Linked DNA regions of Danio rerio: region 1 is linked to region 2. Evidence: chromatin contacts called from public Hi-C data. All regions are on one chromosome and are shown on one strand. Each heading gives the region's core, a stretch centred on a gene start, on an enhancer-like site or on the middle of the called end of the contact. The rest is flanking DNA. Distances are from core to core; before and after follow the strand shown.

Region 1 (6,636 bases), core at 2,225-4,724, 140 kb before region 2:
TATTTTTTGCAATATCGCCCAGCCCTAATATATAACATTAATTGCTTGGCACTGTGTACTGCCAAGTGTCTTACATTTTAAATATTCTTCACTTTTTAACTGACGGATAAGCCAACCAAATGGATAAAAAATACTTTTTAACCAATAATTATTATAATTGCCCTCAAACACACCCCAAATTTGGGTGATGTCTTTCTCCTGCTTATTAAATGGGATTTTTAGCTGAAACCACATTCCCTGGTCAGAAGAAGAACAGGAAGAACTATGGCAGCATCCAAAAGTTTAGGTAGCAGACTGGATATTACAATGCCTTATGAGACAGTGAATCTGGAGGTGGTGTTTCTGCATAAAAGCACCTTGTGAAACTGATTTCAGATAGACTTCTGAGACAGCATTACAATTTAACTAATAGATAGAGCTTTGGTGAATACAATACTAACTTGTTAGAAATGCCATCAAAAGTAGAAACTGTTAGTCGAAAACATACATTTATACTAGAAAAATCTGATAATGCGATATTTAATTTTTCTGCAATGAATATCGGGATATACAGTTTCACAAGATAGTTTGAATAGCTCTTTTTAATGATTTTCTGGGGAGTCTAACAGTATTCAGGTACAGAAATTAAGCAATCTTGAAAAAAAAATAAAATGCTTTTCTTACTTTGTCTCGTTTCTAGTTCAAATATCAAACAATTTTTAGATCAAGTAGAAATAAAGTTTTATTTTCATTTGAACTAGAAACAAGACAAAAATACTAAGAAAGAATTTTTGTTAGTTTTTGCATATATCATATAAATTCCTTATAAATACAGTGACTAAATACAATTCTGTAGTTCCTGCTCAACTATAATTCAGACTTAACATTGCGTATCTTGTGATGTGACTTGTGAATGCACACATTGTGCTAAAACGATATATTGCGCAGCCCTAACTTATACACAAACTGACAGAAAAGTGGAGCTTTAAGATGCCATCTTTATTTTTTAGCTCTCAGAAATGTAAAGCACAGGATTGTGAGATATCGAAGGCAGTGAAGGACGCATACACTGCCCTCAAAATTCAATCAGAAGTAGGTACCTCCTGAGACAGTAGGCGAAGCAAAATTTAGATTTGGACGTGCCCTGATATTTTCCCACCTTAGAATGCTGTCGGATGCAGCTTAAATTAATACCTGTGGCTGGCAATTGATTATTTAAGATGATCAGTCTGTGCAAGAATCTGAGCATTACTTGTGGTCCTGGCAGTGTTAACATTCTTAAGCTCTTTGTTGCATAATGACATGTTTGGGTCAAACTGACACTATTTGTTTACAATGGAAGAGGCATGTGTTGTATTGCTCACAAGAATGGTACATGTAATTATCTTTGATGCTGCAGCCTATATTAAAAAAATTATGATTTCCTTCACGTCCATGATCTTAATAAGGAAGACTGACATTTTACACTGACTGACTGCCAATGTTTAATATGAAAATTATTTTTTGTCAGGACATTTGTGCCCCAGACTGTGCGCCGAATAGGCATGAGATGATAACAGTTTTCAACGTATAGTGTGCTTTGGAAAAGTCAAGGTTTGAAAATCGCCCAAACCTTCTGCTATAACGTTCCTAAGGTATGTGAGAGGTTTTTTTTAACGGTTTTTTAGGACAACAGTATCTCCAGCAGAAAAGATATCCAATGCATTATAAATTATAAAGAAATATGATTTTGAAACTAATGAAGACAGCAGAAGTCTATGGTATATTTGAATGATTTACCCTCACATGTTTACTGCTCCAAAATACTTTAAATGTTTCTCTAAATAAAATGTATTGTGTTCAAAGATGAAAAAAGTTTTTTGTTTTTTACCCAGACATTTAAAAAGAATATTTCTTAGGGTGCTTTCACACCTGCCTTATTTAGTTCGATTGAATCGCACTAGAGTTCGTTTCCCCTTTTGGTACGGTTCGTTTGGGCACCACCCTTAGAGCAGTGATCACGATTTCGTCAAACCGTGATGTTTTTATCCAAGGTTACCATACCGTCAGAATCTTAAAACAGCACATGCCTAGCGCCAAATATGTTCAGGAGTTTGTGCAGAGGTGGTGTATAATTTAATAATGTTCAGTTATCTGCGCTATGCAATAATTTAGCAAAAGATGACATCAATGTATGATAAAGAGCCAATTCTTCGAATCACCAAACACCCCAGTTTCAGCTAAAAATAATCTTAAGAGCTAAAAAAAAAAAAAAACTAAAGTTCTACAAAAGAAAGTCACCCACATTCTGAATATCTAGAGGGCAAGTTAATTAACAGTAAACTTCAATTTTGGGTGAACTAGCCCTTTAGGGAAAAGTATAAGTCAGGTAAAAACAAAGACACTTACATTAGACTTGCTTTAAAGTTTCCAATATCACACTCTTCTACGGCTCTGAACTCAAAGAGACCCAAAGGTTGTCAGGTAGCAATCCTGCAGATGAACAGAAAACATCAATAATTTCACTTTTGCAGCACTGGGAATTATACTAGTGAAAGGGACATTTAAAGAAACTACCACATTATTAACTGCAATTAGTAAGAAAAACATTGGTAAGCACAAACCTAAAGTGAACCACAGGGCAGAAATATCACCATGGACAGCGTCTAAAAACCTAGCAAGCTGACTCCCTAGACAGTATTTGATGTCTAAAAATGTTGCCTGGGTAGTCAGCTCACTGTTTTTTGACATAGTACGTGTGTCTGCAAAAAAAAGGGCAGCGACGTAAACATATACAGACGGCAGCCGCAGAACTAAAAACAAACTGTGTGCTTTCGCAACTGAAGCATCCTGTGTGCCGGTAAACAGTGGTTTACCCGGAGCAGAAGCCGGAGAGGCCGCGGACGGGAAGGCAGGGGGTATGACAGTGCACAAACAACTTCTGCTTTGCACACACACACACACACACAGTCAATGCACTACAGATATCATCCAAACAAACGAACACACCCATAATAGTCATTAATAAAGTCCGCTGAAGATGATGATGATCGGTGCATTTAAAGCAGAGCGGGAACTGCAAATCTTATAACCTTGCAGTAACTGTCATGGGGAGCAATGGCAGGAAAGAGCTGAGTAACTAGTTAGCCTAGCTGCAGCTAACCACAGTTTAACATTTCAGAGACGCATGCTAAATTTACTTAACGCTTATTGCCGCGTATTATAATCGATCACGTATTTAGGATATCGGGATTAACGGTATTTCCCTTGTTTACCAGAAAGCTCCGTCCCTCCCTCCCCGGAGCGGGTTAGCAGCGCGGCTAACTGGCCTAATAGCGCTTCTCGCGGTGCTCCAGGCGCGGTCGGGACAGAAGAAGCGCGATTAAGGTTTTGACAGCTTACTTTTGGAGGTGTTCTGATGCTGACGAATGAATCTGGTCTCTCAACATCACAATCGCTTCTAGTGCGGCGTGTATTCAACTCCAACCCCTCCACAAAATATTCGCGGCCATCTTGATCAACTGAGGCAAACACGGAGAGCGATCCCACAATGCACTGAGGCACGAGGACGACCATCAGTATAAAAACACGGCACAGCGCTCTGGCAGTCAGTCAAGATCCGAACATGTGTGTTGAAATACTTGTTAACACGTTCACTACCATATGCATGAGCCAGATAATAAGTTGTAAATTTTGGTAAAAAAGTAGGATTTTTTTATTTACACATAGATCTCAAACTAGAAACTAGTTATGTTTTTTTTCATCAGCAGAGGGCAGAACCTGAAAGCAAAAATTCAAGAAACCTGATTTGTTTTATCTAAGGTTCATTCCAGTGCTTTTGGGACCAATAGTAGATGTTGAATAATCTCAGTGGTTCAAATTTTTTGAGTCAGTTGACCTGAGAAATTAAGCGATTGATTCTGTACGGTGGGAGTTAAAACACCAGTAGGTGGCGACTGTAAAAAAAAAAAAAACGATAGCTAGGCCATAACTGTAACATTTTATTATTTATTTTATAAGCATAGAGTGCTGCGGGAGGTATGATGTCAAAACACAGAAGACAGTGTTTTTTCATTTGTCCTTGTCAGATTGTCCTACCTCCCATTCAAAAGTAGGTAGCAAATTTTGATGACACAATATGCTACCCATCAGATTTTGCTACCAGCGTAAATTTTAATGGTAGTGGGAGTAGTAAAGCTGTAATATCACCATAACCCACCTAATCCCTTTCCCCAAAGACACATCTATTCAAGTACAGTGTTGGGAGCATAATCTAATGGGATAAAATGTCAGGACAACGTGTACCTTGAAATTTTCTTAATCTGAGGAAAATGTAAGGCTTTGCACTCTTTTGATATGTTTGCTTTACAATGTGCTAAATTTATCAAATTATTGAAAACTATTTCTGCAGCAGGAATGGTTATTTAATAATTCAACTTACTTTAGAAACAATTCTGGTCAAAATTCATGCAGAAACACTGCAGTGCGCTCTTAAAATTAATGTTTTTTGTTTCTATATTCTTTATTGCAGCAATGCCATATTTATACCTTGCAACAACCTGTCCAGTTCTTAAATAAAGCACTTATTTCTTAGTGTGAAGAATATTCTAATGTTCTAAAGAAGCTTTTTCCGGCGGATTTAGCCATGGGCAATATGGACCCCCAACCCCTTATACTATGAATTTTTAAAAAACTATTTTTAAATATGTTTTAAATATCACCTATGATGAAAAGTAAGCTATTTGGAAAGAACCAGGGCTTAATTTGTGCCGGAACACACCAGATCCGGATCCGGACTTGGCACCTCTGAAATCTGATCCGGCACCTCATTTTACTGATTCCCCTCCTTAACCGCCCTCCTGCCCTGTCCGCTGTTCACTTTCTTCCCAACTCTCCAACTCTCTTCACTTAAGTCTGTGACACCCCTCCACCATCCAACACCCTGCCATCTATCCACTTGCGTGCGCGACGCCTCTACAGCTCCGTTGCCCCGATCTGTTCCAGGACCTCACAATTCACAAATTAAGCACTGGACAGAACAATTTTTATGTATAGTGTGTCCACTGTCCTATTCGAGTGGTACAAATCCAACAAGTCTCTTTTTAACATTTTTCTGACGTTAAAATAGGACCCAAACTCCAGTGCTTTTGAGACCTGCCGCAACGTGATGTAGGAATGCGGTTTTTCCCGCCCACCAGATTGATAGCCATGTTTGTATAATAACATGTATACACATGTCCCCGTAACTTTTTTTTTGCAAATAAACTGTGATTAAAGTATTTGTTACAACTCTCTTTTATTGAGTTTTAAAAGTCTTAAACGTTTTTAAAACAGCATCTTTGTAATAATGACAATAAAATCGCTATCTAATTCTTAACCGCTATAATCACCACGGCCGCATCGTGTCAGTAAACACTAAAATCTGTTTATGTATCTGTGTACTGCAAATGGCATTTATGTGCAACTCATCGATTCACAAAGGCTTGAATAAACTCCAACACAAATACATCAAATAAACTTTGAAAATATTTTTGACTAGTGACTTTATTTCAGCTTTTTCCGAGTCTGTCTCTGTCACTGTGCTGTTCATCTGGCATAACGCATGATGTGAAAGCAGACACGCACGTGGGAACGCTGGGCAGGGAGAAGCAGATCATTTGTATTAAAAGCTACAGGCTACAAAAACAGCTACTATGTATTTAGACACCAAAACAGGAAGATTCTGGAGGCTCTAATAAATTATCTGATGGGTATTTTGAGCTGAAACTTTACAGACACATTGTGGAGACACCAAAGGCTTGTCTAACATTTTGTAAAAGGGGTAAAATAGGTGCTCTTTAAATGTATATTACGAAGTATAAAGCAAGGAATGATCTTGTTTTTAGCCTCTAATTGCATTTATATAATGAAGACTGTAAAGTTTAATTTTACTTTTGATCATTCATTATCTATGCCAGAATACCAATAAGACTTCCAAGAAAAAAGCATGGTAGTTTATCATTTTAATTAGATTTATTATATTTTGCAGATGCACTCATCTACAAAATCATCACAAACATTCTAAAATAATGACTTCTTCACAAATAGCAGTATATCAGATCGCAGAAAAACAAAATATTGCAGTGCCATTTTTTCTTTTAAATCATGCAGCCCTTAAAAAGAAACTCTCGTGGACTATAACAGATCTATGAATCTAAAGGTTCTTAGAACCATCAGTCTTTAATATTAGTATCGACACATTTGGTTTATAAACATTCTGTTCGAGTGCCCACTGCAGTTACAATATGTCATCTGCTGCTTTAAATGGATTCTGATTGGCTGCCCACAGTGCCCAGAATGTATGAGAACCATCAATACTGCTCTCCATGGAAAGCAGTGATGCAGCCTGAATAATGAAAGCACAAACTAAATAGCTTTGTTTTTATAGGTTTCCAAGACAATGGAACGTGCTCCTGTATTGATGAGCCATCACGTCACCAAACTCTATTCACATTTCACTAGTGTTTTACAGCTGCAACTGCAACTGTGAAAGACTTGATTACCATTTATTGATCTGATCTTTTGTTCTTTATCTAACAGTTTAAAACGGCTTCATCAATTTGCTCAGATATGCGTAAAAAGTTCTTTAAGAAAAATCATGAAGCATATGCCAAAAGCAATCACTGAATGTAAGGTTTG
Region 2 (7,524 bases), core at 1,436-3,935:
GTGTTTGGAATTTCAGCAGTGAAAATTAAACCACACTGGACTGAACTTCAACTCTGAAATTTTTAACAGCACATTTGGATTTTTTTCTGCTGGAGATACTGCTGTCCTAAAAAACTACAAACAAAGAAGCAAATAAAAAAAAAATCGTACACATATCTTGGGAATGGTATAGGAGAAAATTCTGCCGGTTTTAAAACCTTTACTTTTCCAAACCATAGTATACTTTGAAAACGGTTATTGTCCATGCCTAAAAAGCGCTATATAAATAAACATGAATTGAAAAAACTGAATCAATTAAATAGTGCTAATGTTGTTTTGAACTCATATATACGTGTGATTTCAGACCCAATGTTCAAAGTAGCTTGTCACAGGTAAAAATAGAATGAACGTGTAAAACCAACTTCACCACAATTATTAATGGTAATGTTATTCATAGTTTTACATATAACCCTACATACAACGCAGCATTCACAGAAAAGCTGATTAACTACATCACTATGTAATTAATAAAAAGGGCTAAACAGTTATGTTTAATGTAATTCAGAGAGTAAGAGTACTTATGAACAACACTAAAGCCACAAATACATTTCAGCTACTCTGAAGGGACTCAAATTAACCAAGTCTGAATACACAGTTCCTCCATCTTTGCTCAGGTATTTGGATATGACATGAGAGACGCCTCAAAAAGCAACAGGGACCAAACCTTCAATCAAAGGGAGCATAATAATAATAAGAATATTAATATAACCCAATCTGTGAGAGAGGATGTCTCAAATAACCTTTCCAGTGGCAAAACAGACATCTGAAAGACTTTGAATTTAACCTTGAGTAAAAGGTTTGTTTCGCACCAGGCATTCGCACCGATTTCAAGTTATACCGCGGTTTGGTGAAGTGAAGGTTTTAAAACCGCCAACATTTTCTGTTATGCTGTTCCTACAGTATATGGAAGGTTTTTTACGTTTCTTTTTAGCTTTTTAGGACAACAATATCTACAGCAGAAAAGATGTCCAAAAGCCAGTTTTAAATTGCAAAGAAATCAGTGTTGTTGAAACTAATGAAGACACCAGAAGTCAATGATTCATTTGAATTATTTAGCCAGACATGATTACTGCTCCAAAATATACATTTTACCTCAAAATAAAATATATAGTGTTCAAAGGAGAAACAAGTTTGTTTTTTGTTTTTTTTACCCAGACATTTAAAAAGAATACTTTAAAACAGTAATCACAATACCATGAAACCGTGACTTTTTTTATCTAATGTCATCATTATATCGTCAAAATCTGCCCAATACCCATTTTTTGCACTTGTCATTTTGAAACAAATATGAAACCCTTTAATGTTAGGTTCCACAGTATCTTATTTAAATGTCCCACTGAAGAACTTGCCTACATCATGAATAACCTGAGGAGCAATCTTTTGGGTGAAGTTCAGGTCTAAACCACGAATCCATGCTTGTTAGATATTATGAAATATTCATGACTTCTGTGGAAAGTTCCATGTGCTGAGATAAAGCCTAAAGTGAATCGTGCAAACGTCAAATCCGGTAAATGGGGGTTTATAGTACATTTCGGGAAATGTACAACCAGAGGCTATTAATTTGACGACAATTAAATAGATAAACAGCCTATAACATATTGTAATGCTCTGTTTGTCCAGTTAATGTTAGATAAAACTTACTAACAACCTTCTATATGACATCTTAGAGCATGACTACTACCTAAAGATGAAATATATATACAGACCACAAGGTAACTCAGGATTATATTGAGCAGGGGTTAAAACTTTAACATGTGGAAAAACTCAACAGGTGCCTGTACATAATGCTTAAGTCACATCCTGAGACTCAACAGGTATGCAGGCCCACAGCTCCTCAGCAAAAATCATAGCAGCTCAACAGTTGTGTGCATTGTCGGTTATCAAAACTAACTATCACACAGCTTTACTGCTGATTGTACAGAGTAGGTTTTCAAACACGTGCTTACCTGCAGTAAACGAGACAGTCCATATGATTTATTTCTTTATCCGAGCGGTGTCGCCTGTAATCCTCCCATAAATCCTTGATAGCGGTAACGGACAATATAAAAACCACTGGGGCAAGAGCAAGCTCCGGTTGAAAAGCGTTGACCACGGGCACGAAATTCAGCAAGGCTATGAAAACAAAATACACGTTGGCAAACCGGTGGAATTGCTCGAAGAGGTTTTTCGGTAGGAAGGAAAGCAGAGTGTATTTTGTGGTTTTGATCTTATTGTTTGCATAGTGTCTGTTAGGGTTATCCCCTCCTTTGGTATGGTCATACAAAATGTTGGCGTGTACAGTCCTTGTTTTGCTCTCCTTTTTACTTTTCCTTCTTTTGTGCTTTTTCACTTTCCCACTTTTCGTTTCTCCAGACTCTCCAGTCTCTCGCGCCATACTTCGCCCCAAACTTTTGTCTCTTTTCCTTGAACAAATAAAAGATGGTCTCTATGTAATCATGCTGATCCTCCTTGACGATGTAAGGCCGTATGGAAAGTTCCTCACTCTGGTTTATCGTCCTCACCCATCGCGTCAATCCTCTCCCTGTCTCTCGTTAGCACTGAAAAGTTTTACAGCGGCATCTTTTTTCCTCTTAGTAAGTTTGATGAAGATGCGTTAAGGCAGGGCATGTGCAACGCAGCACAAACAAATGGGATAAACCTATCTACAGCGATTGCTATGTTGAGTCCATCCGTATGAGTGCGCTCTCGGCTCATTGCGCAGGCCGTGGTGAAAAAATAAGCCAATCACGGGAGGTTACATGATAACGTCACCTCCGACGCAAACAAAACTCCGCCCTTTAAGTGCCACGCATTACTATCGAAAAAAGTGGTACATATAATACAAATATAATTTTGCTAAGAGATCACCGCAATATTGCTTAGAATGCTTTGAAAAGGTATTGTATATTATATAAATAAGCCTACTTTTAAGTGAAAAATGCACTGATTTAGTCTAAGTTTGCTTAGCCCTTTAACTGCCAACAGCTTTTCTGATTGTATTTCTTAACTCTTAATGTCGATAGTAACACACTCAGTGCATTTTTTTATCAACACATCCCATAATTTCTGAAATATAAAGTTCTACCAAATGGTTGATATGTTGGATACCGGTAAAAGTAGCAGAATTACATACACTTCAAGTCAGAATTTTTAGCCCCCTTTTGATTTTCTTCTTTCTTTTTAAATATTTCCCAAATGATGTTTAACAGAGCAAGGAAATTTTCACAGTATGTCTGATAATATTTTTTCTTCTGGAGAAAGTCTTATTTGGTTTATTTTGGCAAGAATAAAAGCAGTTTTAAATAATAATAATAATAAAAAACATTGTAATGTCAAAATATTAGCCCATTTAATCTAGATATTTTTCCGATAGTGTACAGAACAATCCATCATTATACAATAACTTGCCTAATTACCCTAACCTGCCTAGTTAACCTAATTAACCTAGTTAGGCCTTTAAATGTCACTTTAAGCTGCATAGAAGAAGAGTCTTGAAAAATATCTAGTGAAATATTATTTACTGTCATCATGGCAAAGATAAAATAAATCAGTTATTAGAGATGAGTAATTATAACTGTTTAAAAATGTGTTGAAGAAAAATCTTTTCTTCGTTAAACAGAAATTGGGGAAAAAATAAGCAGGGGTCTAATAATTTAAGGGGGCTAATAATTTAGACTTCGTATATAATAACTGTATATGAAAATCAGAAAATATGAAGTGTAAGATTAATTTATTGAAAAAGAATCCAAATAAAACATCTTTGAATATGAAATCATCTTTATTTTTGAAGCATGCCATAAAATATTTTAGATTCTCATTTTACATGTTTTCTTGTTTGTTTTTTACAGTAAAACCAAAATCAAATGAAGTAGTGCAACAGGATTATGTTTCTTTAATTATTTTTGTAAACCAATATTTTTGCTGTGTGTGTAAACCATCATTTAAAACAGTCACTCTTTAAATGATTTTAACAGTCATCATTTAACAGTCAAAACATAGTCAACCATTTGGTAGAGCAAGCAGTTTTACTCAAACAAACAATTCAATGTTTCTTCAGCCAGACATTTTTGCTGTATCCAATACTGTTTACAAACACTAAAAATGTAGATGTTTTAGTTGACTATACCTTTTAAAATTTTTGATTTGCTTATTTTATCACATACAGTTTTTATGGTGGCTTGAGAAAGCCTGTTATACTTAAACTTGTTCTTCTTCCGCCTTCTTCTTCTTCTCAGACTATTTTAAGAACACATCTCCTTCCTAGACCATTCACACTACAACCAAACCTCCAAACTATTCTGAATTAAGTTATTATATCTTTTCCAACTGATCCAACTTCTGGTTTTCTGAAAACTGTCCCGTGTATATATCTATGGCAACCACCTAGCATAACCTTAGCAACAACTCAGAACACCCTATCAACCACCTAGCAATAATGCCGATCCATACTAGAAACATGCTAACATATTTTATCTATGCCAACTCTTCAAAACTACTTCAATCGTTTAAACTTTAAAACGACTTCAAACTTTCAGACTAGGCTTTCCCACGACACCATAAAGTTTGTCTATGAACTTTACTTTTCTAGTTATATAGTATGATAGTAGCCTAGCATGTCTGTTTTCAGATGCAGCCCTAGTTATTAGCCATCATCTATAAACCAGATTCCAATTGGACATGCACAAAAATCAGATTTGAACTGACAGTCTGACCAAGGTTTTAGTATATACTTTTTTAGGTTTTAGAGTCTCAGCAGAGCTGTCAAACGTCTGCAAGGATTGGCACATATAAGTGTTGTTGAATATGAAACAACAACAGAATGCAAAGTCTAAGCAAACTTGCTATGTACAAACTATGACAGCAACAGAGAGAAAGTTTTGAATGGTATTTCATTCAAGCTAAAAAAAAAGTTCTGCATATTGTTAGGAAACAACCTTCTGTAAATGTCAGAACATTAATAAGGAACATTTTTATATTGATATATGTTTTGCTAGTTGGCAGGACTGTTGACATGGACAAATGTATTGAAAATATTGTTTATTGTTCATAAAACAAACTTGCTTTCTAACACTTACACTTCACACTGCAAAAAGTGAACAGCTTCACCAGGTTGGTTGGTACACCTAAAATTATTCATTATTTAGGCTTTTTTTAATTAAAATGTAAACAAGTTGACAAAATTAATTAATTATTTTAGGTGTTAACAATTTTTCAAAAAAGTGTTATTTTTCAGTCAACACTAAAAATAGCATGAACACCTATTTATGTTTTCTCAACTTTATTACTCAAAACTGTAATAAATTGGGATTTTTAAAATTGAAGCTAAAATGTTGTAATTTTTGTTGAATTCATTTGTTCAATTTTTATTTTATCTACAAATTCCTCTCTAATTTAAGCATCTAATGCTACCAATTTCTATTATATTTTATCTCTTAAATTAAAAGTTAATTTAAATGTTATTAAACTTTACCTAAACTTTAAATTTAATTAATCTTTCTGTTTTATTTTTCATCACACAACAAAATTGCTTTGATCTTCTAATTTTCTATATTCTTTTTACATTTTTCTCTATTTCACAGCACAATTGTCAAAAGTCATCTGCCGAATGATTACATTTCATTTCATTCATTTTTCTTTGGCTTAGTCCCTTAATCAGGGGTCACCACAGCAGAATGACCCACCAATTTATCTAGCATATGTTTTAGGTAATCCAATTCACCTATATCACATGTATTTGGACTGAGGGGAGACTGGAGCACCCGGAGGATATCCACACTAACACTGGGAGAACATGCAAACTCCACATAGAAATCCCAACTGACCCAGCCGGGACTCAAACAGCAACCTTCTTGCTGTGAGGCGACAGTGCTAACCACTAAGCCACCCTTGTCGCCCATCAAATGATTAAATGGAAATGGAAATATACAAAGCAATTGATTTCTTTACAAACTAATGGGACCACACATAGATTTTGTTGAAGTGTCTTCTGTTCATGGTATATCTTTTCATTATTACAAGTAATATTTTGCTATATAAAACATAATACATAAACATTCATTCTCATTCGGCTTAGTCTCTTCATTAATCAGGGGTTGCCACAACGAAATGAACCACCAACCTATCCAGCGAATGCCCTTCCGGCTAGCTCATTCAATTCACCTATATTGCATGTCTTATGACTGTGGGGGAAACTGGAAAACCCCACGCGAGGAAACCCACGTGAACATGGGAAAAACATGCAAACTCCATACAGAAATTCCAAATGACCCATCCGGTACTCGAACCAGTGACCTTCTTGCTGTGGGGCAATCGTGCTACCCACTGCGCCACCGTGACGCCCCTAACACATACACATATAAAATATTTTTTCATACTTTTTAAAGTAATTATATGACAAATCCATATTTTTTTTTGTTATTGTAACTCTAACAAACAAAGTAAATCACTTGAAATAGAGATGTATGTACTGTTTACCACTGAACATTCTTTAGTGTGGTAGTAGTAGTACAGTAAGTTTTATGGTGGTTGCCTCCCCACAAGACTATTAAATCAACCACACCAAAAATGTGGACATTTCAGCGCAATTAAAAATAGCACATAAACCTTTCATGACACAGTGATCACACCAGATCTACGCCCTTGTTTGGTGGAGATTCCTTTAGCCACGAAACTATTAATGTTTTGTTATGTTTACATTACCTCCGCAAACAAGTTCATCAGCTCCGCTGTGACTTAGGAGCCTGCAGAGAGACGAAAGCAATGTGCCGCCTGGTGCAGTTTAATAAATTCTATGATATGTTTATCCCTTGTTATCTTCTGATTAAATAACACCATCTGTCTTAAGAATGCAGAAAAACAACTTAGCATTAACCCTGTATTTTAAGTGATCACCCACTGCTTTACAAACAGTAAACTGAGGATTAAAATAAATACCATTTCATGTGAGTTTAGAGGCTGTCATAAGCAGGTATTTTGTAATTAAAATCATAGATAATAGAAATATTAATTTGACCACCCCTATCACAGATACCATCGTGAATGCTTAATTGCACAAACTTTTCTTGTAAAATAAGTGTTTGTATCTACAAATAGCCTAAAAGTAAAGTATTTTTTATTTTATTTTGTATTTAAATAGACACCTGCTTGCACACAGAAAAATAATAACAAGTGTATCTTTTATTGTCAACCATTTATTGGTGCAAGAATGGTTCAGAAATAGATTTAAATTCAAAAGTTAATGAACAAGGGGTTGAGGGATAGGATTAACAATGGATACAATGGATGTTACTGTTTACCTTTCTCAACGTTTAACCCTTTGGTGTTAATCGCATGGTGTTGCCATATGGCAGCATGATATTTATGTTAATTTCCCTGCCACTGTTTTTTTTTTTTAACTAACAGTTAAATTTTTTTGTTGGAAAGAGAAGATCAATGATTTTAGCCTAGGGTTGTCCAAACTCGGTCCTGTAGGGCCGACATCCTGTAGATTTTAGCTCAAACTTGCCC

Evidence for each region. Hi-C and Micro-C count contacts between places; a contact is called where the count stands out from the background.
Region 1: a contact with region 2 is called in a Hi-C map of hematopoietic stem cells, with 1.8 times the contacts expected there. The contact joins the promoter of ube3a here to the promoter of atp10a in region 2. A contact is called at or near these places in 1 of 18 Hi-C or Micro-C datasets (hematopoietic stem cells) and 1 of 4 datasets of contacts at active chromatin or transcription factors (embryo).

Annotation. Positions count from the first base shown.
Region 1 is chr6:41,319,378-41,326,013 of GRCz12tu, reverse strand. It overlaps ube3a (ubiquitin protein ligase E3A), which reads right to left and starts at 3,474. Exons shown (of 11, transcript NM_001007318.1): 1 at 3,361-3,474; 2 at 2,368-2,451. The coding sequence starts at 2,369.
Region 2 is chr6:41,174,324-41,181,847 of GRCz12tu, reverse strand. atp10a (ATPase phospholipid transporting 10A) reads right to left here and starts at 2,685. Exons shown (of 21, transcript XM_690464.8): 1 at 1,986-2,685. The coding sequence starts at 2,413.